Regions from separate parts of the Mus musculus genome. Here region 1 is linked to region 2. Evidence: chromatin contacts called from public HiChIP or PLAC-seq data. All regions are on one chromosome and are shown on one strand. Each heading gives the region's core, a stretch centred on a gene start, on an enhancer-like site or on the middle of the called end of the contact. The rest is flanking DNA. Distances are from core to core; before and after follow the strand shown.

What was found. HiChIP or PLAC-seq counts read pairs in DNA pulled down with a chosen protein or histone mark.
Region 1: a BATF HiChIP or PLAC-seq map of CD8 T cells shows a contact between it and region 2, with 13 read pairs. The contact joins two enhancer-like sites. A contact is called at or near these places in 4 of 484 Hi-C or Micro-C datasets (CD8 T cells, Th1 cells, cardiomyocytes and 1 more), 9 of 115 datasets of contacts at active chromatin or transcription factors (CD8 T cells, effector CD8 T cells, embryonic stem cells and 3 more) and 2 of 9 other capture datasets (adipose tissue and liver).

The regions. Positions count from the first base shown.
Region 1 is chr3:133,513,857-133,518,577 of GRCm38.p6, reverse strand. It overlaps Tet2 (tet methylcytosine dioxygenase 2), which reads left to right. Exons shown (of 11, transcript NM_001040400.2): 2 at 4,405-4,549. Among named protein-coding and RNA genes, the nearest start is that of Tet2, 28 kb to the left of the region's middle. Within about 2 kb of position 3,102, at least 42 of the 459 cell types and tissues checked have an H3K27ac peak or open chromatin away from gene starts, as enhancers often do. A contact at or near this core is called in CD8 T cells, Th1 cells and thymic regulatory T cells, where this site is marked.
Region 2 is chr3:133,331,057-133,335,756 of GRCm38.p6, reverse strand. All of the region lies in intron 5 of Ppa2 (pyrophosphatase (inorganic) 2), which reads right to left. Among named protein-coding and RNA genes, the nearest start is that of Ppa2, 23 kb to the right of the region's middle. Within about 2 kb of position 3,321, at least 76 of the 459 cell types and tissues checked have an H3K27ac peak or open chromatin away from gene starts, as enhancers often do. A contact at or near this core is called in CD8 T cells, Th1 cells and thymic regulatory T cells, where this site is marked.

The sequences.
Region 1 (4,721 bases), core at 1,853-4,352, 180 kb before region 2:
GGATTGTCAGAGAGAATCCTCAAGATGTCTGGATATCACAATGGCACCTCCATTGTACAAAGTTTTCTTTTTTATTTTGTGGATGTAAAGTACACCATATCTTTTGCTGGCTTTCAATGTTTAGACACACCTGCCATTGGCCCAGATTTTGACCAAGGAGGTCAGTTGCTGGCCAGTGTCAGAGTGTCAAATGCTTTTAGGTCAGACTCAGAAACTTCCGCATGCTTTCCTTTTGTATGGTTGATGAGTTTTGGAACTGGGCAGGCGACCTTCCTGCTTCAGCTTCCTGCCTGCTGAGATAACAGAAGCTCGAGGAACTGCACCTGGCCTTCGGCTGCATTTTTCTTCATCTTCTTCCGGTGGGTGCATGGGATTCGGGTATGCTATCTTTATTTTTAAACATACCCACTATAACTTTTTCTTCACAACCTGTTTTTGTTTGTTTCTGGCAAGTATGTAAATTGACTTATGTCTCCTCTTTTCATAGAGAAGATGCTATAGGTCTTTCTGACATTCTGCCTGGCTCCTGTTTATCTCTCAGTGCAGTGCAGTGATGGTCACACTATCTTCAATGCTGGCTAATATTTCAGATTTGTTTGGGATTTCAGGTCTTCAAAGACTTGACAAGAAAGGATGTAGGTGGGGCACACTTGTTTTTATTTTGCTGAAATTTGTTATGCAAATTCCTGCTGAATTCTTCCTTCAGAGGCACACTTTGTATAAGTTAGGAGGAATGAGAGCAGAAATAATACGAGATCTTCCTCAGTTTTCTTCTCATGGCTTTGCTTTAAAGCAGTTGTTCTCGGTGTAATCATTTTCAAAGCATTAATAAGGAAAGAGCCATTGCTGCCAAGTTGCTGCGATTCTGAAATAGCGTTTTCTTCTGAGAACTGGGCAGCTGAGGTCATTTGCTAGCTCTGGGTGTGTGTGGAAGGGGAGAGCCATTTTGTGGACACACCCTGCTGAGGTCAGTAACCTGCTGGGCAGTGTACTCTACTCTGACCCTATTTAGACCTGGAGGATCCCAGCAGGCAGAGACAGCATCTGCAGAGGAAGGAAACAGGCCATGCTGGGCCGCTCAGAAGGGCCAGACCCAACGGGCGGAATGTGGAGCCTTCATGACTTTGGCTAGCCATGGATCCAAGTACTGGCCAAGGATGACTTTGTCCCTGGACATGGTGGCTTATGTTGGGAATCCCAGTACTCAGGAGGCTGAAGAAGGGCGATCAAGGCAAGCCTGACCCGCATAGTAAGTTCCAGGCCAGCCTGGGATATAGAATGAGGCAGTGCCTTAAAATAAAATAATAAAGAATTTCAATAGAAAGATGTTATTCACAGTGTACATTACTTGTATGTATGTATAGTTTGAGTGACTGGCTTTTAGAGATTTCTTTTTCTTTGTTAAAGGCCTGCTTTGGCTGGAGACATGGCTTGGTGGATGAAATGCTTACTGCACAAGTGGGAGGACTCCCCAAATCCATATAAAAGCTAGAAGCTTCCTGGAATTCCAGCACCGGAGACGCAGGGATCCTCAGGGCAAGCTGGCTAGCTAGATTTGCAGAGCTGCTGGTTCAGTGGGAGATCCTGCTTCACTGCATGGAGAGCAATGAAGGTTGATGTGTATATACACACACACACACATACACACACACACACACACACACACACACACACGCACGTGCACACACACCTCCCATACATAAGAAAAAGGAAGAAAGGAAAGAAAATGCACTTGTAAGGTTTGAAATAGGCTCTGACACAATAACATGGTTGATCCTAGTAGAGGCTCTGGGACTCTGCCACCTACCTACAGGAGACACTGTGTTGAACCTAAATGAGTCCAAAGGCCTTCAGTAGATCATAGCTTTTTAATTTACTATTTTAATTTTACCTTTTAGAAAATATAGCAGAAAATCTGTTTTAAAACGCTGGTTTGATCATAGCTTTTTAACTTATTTAAAATTTTATCTCCTAGAAAATCTGTTTTTAAAACAGCGAATAACTAATAAGAATAAAATTAGAGTAGATTTCAATTCAAGGAGAAAAATCTGTCTAGGAACTACATTAGTTTCAGAACAATTGCACGTTATAGAATACAGTTGCTAGTAGTTCCGTTGTTAGCCGTGTAAGTTGTGTGCTGAGACATTGTTTGGGGCATGGAAAACTGGAACCTCATAGCTCTCTTTGACAGTTTGCCAGCTGGAATCCCAGCCAACCAGATAACAAGCTGTAGCAACACTCGGCCCTCTAGGACTCCTGAACCTGTGCCAGGCCTTAGAGGGAAGACTCTTTGAACACGCTCTTCCGTCCATCTGAGAGTAGAGGGCACCAGAGCCCCATGGTGTACAAAGAAGTATTCCACCTCAAGAAGTTTACAATTGGAGGCCTGGTAATATTTAGTATAGTTTTACTATTTTAAATTTTAAACAAAAAAACAAGAAGGCAGAATCCCCCTTGCCTTCTTTCGTGTTCTGTCTGTAAGTGGCTGAACTCAGCTGGAGAGATCTCAAGTAAGTGTGTCAGGAAATGACAATGACCCTCTTTTAATCTGTCTTAGTTAGGGTTTTACTGCTGTGAACAGACACCATGACCATGGCAACTCTTATAAGGACAACATTTAATTGGGACTGCTTACAGGTTCAGGGTTCAACCCATTATCACCAAGGTGGGAGCATGGCAGGATCCAGGCAAGCATGGTGCAGGAAGAGCTGAGAGTTCTACATTTTTATCTGAAGGCTGCTAGCAGAATAATCACTTCCAGGAAACTAGGATTCGGGTCTTAAAGTCCTCACCCACAGCGACACGCCTATTCTAACAAGGCCGCACCTACTCCAATAGGGCCTTACCTTCTAATAGTGCCACTCCCTGTGCTGAGCATATACAAACCATCACATGATCCTACCCAAATTTCTTTGAAAATAGGGGGTGGGGGGTGGAGAATGGGGTTAAGGTAGCGAGGGAAAGAGAAGAGAGAAAGATCCTAAATTCCATCTTTATTTATTGGAAATTCCTAGATATCCCCAAGTGTGTTAAGATGAAGTCTGTGTCTTCTCTCAGCTCTCCTTTCCGGAACCATGATGCATTTATTTGGTGATGTCACCACCGATCCTGTCACTCAAACCCAAAGCTTTGTTACTGTCACTGAGTCATTCTTTTTTCTCTACACACCTAGGATGTCACTGAACTTGGTGTTTATGTATTATTAGAAGTTCCCCAGCTAGTCATTTCCTTTCGATTCAGACTCAATTTCAGACTACTTGTTTTCACACTCAATCACCCCATGCATAGCTATATAGTACTGAATGTCTTACCCTTCATTATTCAGAGCACTTTTCACCATTCACCACTCATGAGGGTGAATATAATTAAAAGAATGTACCACAACACGTGTTGGAAAGGTTGTAGAAGACTGGGAGCCCCATTTCTCTCTCAAGTAACTCCACCCTACCGTAGAACTCTAAATTTTCTAACACTCAAGACTTTCACTGTGTCTTTGGTGGAGTAGGTTCTGTTGTTTTCAGTGTATTTTTCTTTTCAGGTAATCTTTTAAGAATGCATATTAGATGGGCTGGAGAGATGGCTCAGCAGTTAAGAGCACTGACTGCTCTTCCGAAGGTCCTGAGTTCAAATCCCAGCAACCACATGGTGGCTCACAACCATCCATAATGAGGTCTGACGCCCTCTTCTGGTGTGTCAGAAGACAGCTACAGTGTACTTAGATATATAATAATCAATAAATCACAGGGCCGGAGCAAGCAGAGGTCCCGAGTTCAATTCCCAGCAATCACATGGTGGCTCAGAACCATCTGTACAGCTGCAGTGTACTTATATACATAAGATAAATAAATCCAAATCTTTATTTGAAAATGAGTATTAGAGAAAATGAACGCTTCAGAGCAGAGGGACCACCAGGCCTTCTTTCCTTAGCAGCCGCACACTGCCGTCTCATGGTGTATACAGAGTTAACCTCGCGCTCCATTCAGTAATTACTAAGGCTTAAATGACTGGTCTTCAACTCTGCCTTCCATAGAATCATTGGGGACAAAGTCCTACCAGAGACTTCAGATCAGAGTCCGGGTGAAGGGCTCATCCTAGCACCGAGATGCTGCTCTGACAGCCCAGTCTTCGGGCACTGAGCCCAACAGATAAAATAAGGACGCCAGTGGAACTGTATGGAACCTACTTGACCATCGCCAGGATTGACTTGTTGGTTCTTGCGTGTCGCAAAGTGCTCCACACAGACGGGATTTTTATTGGGACATTTGAAGGTGTTACTGCTTTGACAAAAATGTTTTAACCTTAATTTTTTTTTAAACACTCAGCCATGTAATTAGAACAGCAGAGTGTACCTTTAGGAATAAGTATAGATGCCCTGATCTTATTTGCAAACTCTGTCTTCTCTAGGCTGGTATACATTCAGCAGCTTGCCCTCCCAAGACTCTTCATGTTCCTTGTTCCTGTTCCGCTACGGTGCTTGGAAGCAGGAGATGGGCTCCCTCACGGTCAACAGGACATGATCCAGGAGGAGCAGTGAGGGACGGTGCTGCTGGTAAGTGAGGCAGGGCTCATGATGGGTGCTTGGCTTGCATGTTCAAAGTTGTCTGCAGTTACATACATACTATCGTCTCTGTCTTCAATTACAGGTCACACTGGGAATTACAACAGTAACAAGGGTTAGATTTTTAAGATAAATCTCTAATTTGCATGATTTTATACATATC
Region 2 (4,700 bases), core at 2,072-4,571:
TCTATATTAACCAATATGCTTGTAACCACCATGTTCTGGCCCTTAGGCCTCTTTGAAAATCATTAAAAAAGAAAAAAAAAAAAAAAACCCCACCAGCACACAGGTGGTGTTGAGAGATTCTTGTTGATCATCTAGGTCCCCAACACCAAATTAGAGAGACTGGGAGCTACACAGCCCTGTCTGTACCCCCTCCAGCCCCCACCCCAACCCCGAGCTTCACCTGGATAGAGTCTGTCAACTTTAGCAGCAGCAGCTAACACCAGAGGCAACAGCTGCACTGCTGAGCTAGCTAACAGGCTTAGCCCTGCCCAGAGCACATCATCCTATTACAACAGCTTTCTGTGTAGGACTCATGATCAGATGAATACACAGACCTAGAGAGAGTTAAGTCTCCTGTCTCAGGCTCTAAATCCAACAAATAACAACATCTACTATTTGTAGTCAATGACTCAAATTGATAAGGAAGTTAAAAATAAGAAACATGTCAACACTGTATTCAGCCTGAAGGCTTTAAAGTGAAACTGAATCTTTACTATTCTCCAGACAAGGGTTCTAAATATGCACTCAGATAAAGGGAACGCTGGAGCAACCCTCATAACCATGGGTAAAATTAAGTTGAAGGCAAGTGCCCTGGAGGCAGAGTCGTGGTCAGAGGAAAGCTTTGCTCGGGAGAGAAGACAGCCAGAAAGCCTAAGAAAATGATATCATAGCGATGGGTCACAAGCTCATCATTAAGATTTCTAGTGTTCTGCTGCTCACATGTCCTTCCAAGCAGTTGGCTTGGTGACTCTTCTCAGTGAACTTCCTGCTCGACCAAGACAAAAATGTGGGCAACCAAGTAGACTTGATATCCATCTGTGTGTGTCTATGAAGCAAGCACATCCTCCATGAAGTTGTTGACTTAGCCATCCTCCGAGCTGTTCACTGCTGTGCACAGAGCGACAGTCCTGTTATCCTTGCACCTGGCCAGCCTCACCAGACAAGCACACACAAAAAAACTGATCACCAATTCAGTGAGCCAAGAAGCAAACTGGCCCCTTGAAACTACCTACCAACAGGACAACCCTGAGCTAATGACACCTGTATTCTAACGTCAAGAAACTGACAGTAAACAGAACAAATCATAGTCAGTTATAATGTGGTGGATATTTAGAGAAATGGGGAGTAACACACAGGAGTAGTCATAACAGTTCAAGGGTCAGGGTGAAAAGATTTACAGGAGACTTGAGAGACATCACAAAGACTTGGCCCAGAGCAAACATTCCAGCCAGTGACCTGTGTGCACATTGGAAAGGCGTAGTCCAGAAATAAGGCCGTGGGGATGAAAACGGAAAAGGGAGTCAGCTGGAGGGTGGGCAGGGGAATGAGGAAGAGGGAAGAAAAGGCAGAAGGTGCAGAGGAGCGATGAAACGGCATCCTAAAGGGGCCAGTATTTGGCTCTCATTCTAAAAGCTGTCTGAGCAATAATCATACAAAAATTACATGGGATTGTGCCTTGCCATGAGCAGTCTCTGTAATTTCAGGTCTAAAAACTGTTCCATTCAGTGATGCTTATGTGGGAGAGAACCTGACATCTTTAGTGAAGCTGCACATGGATGTGGGTGCTCAGGCTGAGGTCAGTCTGGGTTTAGAAGATAGTATGGAAGCAAGGACAGACGTGCTCGCTTCTCTCCTTCACGTCCAGCCCCCTCTTAGCTCACTGTGTACTCGCTCATACCCCTCCCGGGCACTGCGTACCACTACGGTGCCTCGCCTCTGAATGCCTGCCCTACCTCCTCCCTTGTTTCTCTGAGGTCTTTTTTCAGACAATGCCAAGTCATGGGATCTTCTTGCTGTCTGAATGGAAACACCCCTGACACCCCCACAGCCCAATCCCCTGCTCTACTCTTCTCTTACATTCTTTCTTCAAGATTAATGTTGTTTATTTATGTGTAGGAGTGTTTAGTCTACACATATGTAAGTGTGGCTGGTGTCCCAGGAGATCATAAGAGGGGTCTGGACCCCCTGAGACTTGGGAGTTACAGATGGTTGTGAGTCACCGTGTGGTTGCTGAGAATTGACTCTGAGTCTCCTGGAAGCAGCCAGTGTTCTGAACCGCTGAGCCATCTCTCCAGCACCTTCTTTCATATTTTTCCCATCTGCCATTTCACTCTGTTGACTGTCTGACTTTTCGTGTGGATTAAAAATTCCCAAAGAATTTCATGACTTTGATCTTGGCTTCTCATCCGGTAGGAACGCTCTGGCAAGTATGAAGCCCCAGGGAGTGTGTGCTGAATGAAGAGGTACTGTGGAGGCCTGGAGATTACAACGCTGGGCAGTCTCCGGGAGAAGAAGTAGAGAAAAGGGGGAGTCTTCCAGTGAGCCATGGGGAGAGTCAGTTTTCTGGCTGGTTTTGTGTCAACTTGACACAGGCTAGGGTTATCACAGAGAAAGGAGCTTCAGTTGAGGAAATGCCTCCATGAGATCCAGCTGTAAGGCATTTTCTCAATTAGTGATCAAGGGGGAAAGGCCCCTTGTGGGTGGGGCCATCTCTGGGCTGGTAGTCTTGGGTTCTATAAGAAAGCAGGCTGAGTAAGCCAGGGGAAGCAAGCCAGTAAAGAACATCCCTCCATGGCCTCTGCATCAGCTCCTGTTTTATGACCTGCTTGAGTTCCAGTCCTGACTTCCTTTAGTGATGAACAGCAGTATGGAAGTGTAAGCCGAATAAACCCTTTCCTCCCCTACTGCTTCTTGGTCACGATGTTTGTGCAGGAATAGAAACCCTGACTACGGGACAGTCAGGTAGGGCAAGGGACAGGTTAAGAGTTTCAGACTTTATCCTCTTACCAATAAGAAACCAGAGAAAGGTTCTCGCATGGAAAAACATCACCAGACCTTTCTGCTGTAGAGATGGTCTCTCTGTGTAGTCTTGGCTGTCCTAGAGCTCTCTATGTAGACCAGGCTGCCCTCAAACTTACAGAGAACTACCTGCCTAGGCCTCCCAAGCGCTGGGATTAAAGGTGTGTGCCACCACGCCTGGCCAGATCTTTATTTTTGAGACATTATTTTGGATGTAGGATGAAGCATGAAACTTAGTTAATGCACAGCATACAGAAAATTAAGAGACAGGTCCAGTTCAGCTTAGTTGAATCAGGAAAGGGCAACTGTACGTCACAGAATCAAAGCAGGGCAGATAAGAACACCCTGAAAATTCAGACACACCCAGAGCAGTATAAAAAAAAAAAAGAAAGAAAAAGAAAAAGAGGCACCTGGTCTTTAAATAGAAAACCACAGAAAGATCCTCCTTTCGTTTTCAGTCATGATCTGGCACCCCTTCCTGTCTCACTAGTAGATCTGCGTTTTGTTAGTTTGCTAAACTTTTTGAGGGGCGGGATAGGGCTGAGACCAGGTCTTGGTATAAATAACCTAGGCCAGCTTCCAACTGGCAGTAACCCTCTTGCCTCAGCCTCCCAGGCGCTGGAATGACAGGGACAGGGCTGCCACACCCAGCTTTGCCTTATTATTTTCTGAATGAAATAAAATGACAGAATCAGTAAGCTAGTGAGTGGCACTCGTCACGCTACATTGTAACCACTGACTTAGTGGTCAATGGCTCTAATCAAACTGTAAATAACTTTGGAAAAGGAAGAAATGATACAAAGCCAGAGGTTCTCAACCTGTGGATTTCGACCCCCACAGGTGTCACATATCAGATGTCCTGCATAACAGATATTTACATTACAATTCCAAATAGTAGCAAACTTACAGTCATGATGTAGCAATGACCACAACATTAGGAACTGTATTAAAGGGTCGCAGCATTAGGAAGAAACTTCTATACTGAGCACTAATCCTCCAGACAGAAAAATTGCTAGTGGTCATGGAACGCTGTCCATCACACATGTCTAATGAAACAGTCTTGCGTGTACCTCAGCACAGCCACGGGGGGTAGATATTCACGGTCTCCACTTTACAGGTGGAGCATCTTGTTCAAGGTCACACTGCTGGCTGTGGTGTGACAGCCAGGCTCTCGAGCTCACTGCTCAGTCATCCATCACTCTGCTGAACCTCGTGCCTGACTCTCATCTGTGCACATCCGTGTCCTAGCACATCACCCCTAGGAAGCAGCTCAGCGATGGATATTAGCTTATTCCTGAACTGCTCAGCTTTGCCTATCTCTGTTTTTGCTGCTCATCAGTAGCTTCTCTGCCCCCCTCCCCCCCTTTCAGCCATGTGGTCTCCTCTCCTACAATCCCCTAAGCTGTTTTCAACCTCTCGCCCTTCGGTCCAAGAGAACCATCTACTTAGAAACCCAAGAAGTCGAGGCGGGTGCCCTCATGGCTTGAACACTCTCATTTCTAATCACCATTTCCAGAGTGCCAGTTTTACCCAAGCCTGCATCCACGCGGGTGGTCTGGCTGCATCAAAGGGAGGCTGGCTCTCTGGAGAACAATGTTGCTCTTCCTTTTCTCAGGACTGTTTATCCTAACCCGGCATCTGTTTTTCTCAGCTGTCCCTACTTCCTCCAGGGTCCCCCACGTACATTTTCATGTAATTAAAAATTAATACATAGAAATACAAACATTACATTTCTACACAGCTGATGACAGAGTGGAGTTTATAACAAGAAAAAAAAACAAAACAAAAAAACGCGTTTTTTAGGTCTTTGTAACCCAGAGTTTGGCTCCGACATGTAGAGATTCACTCAGTACACAATCAGG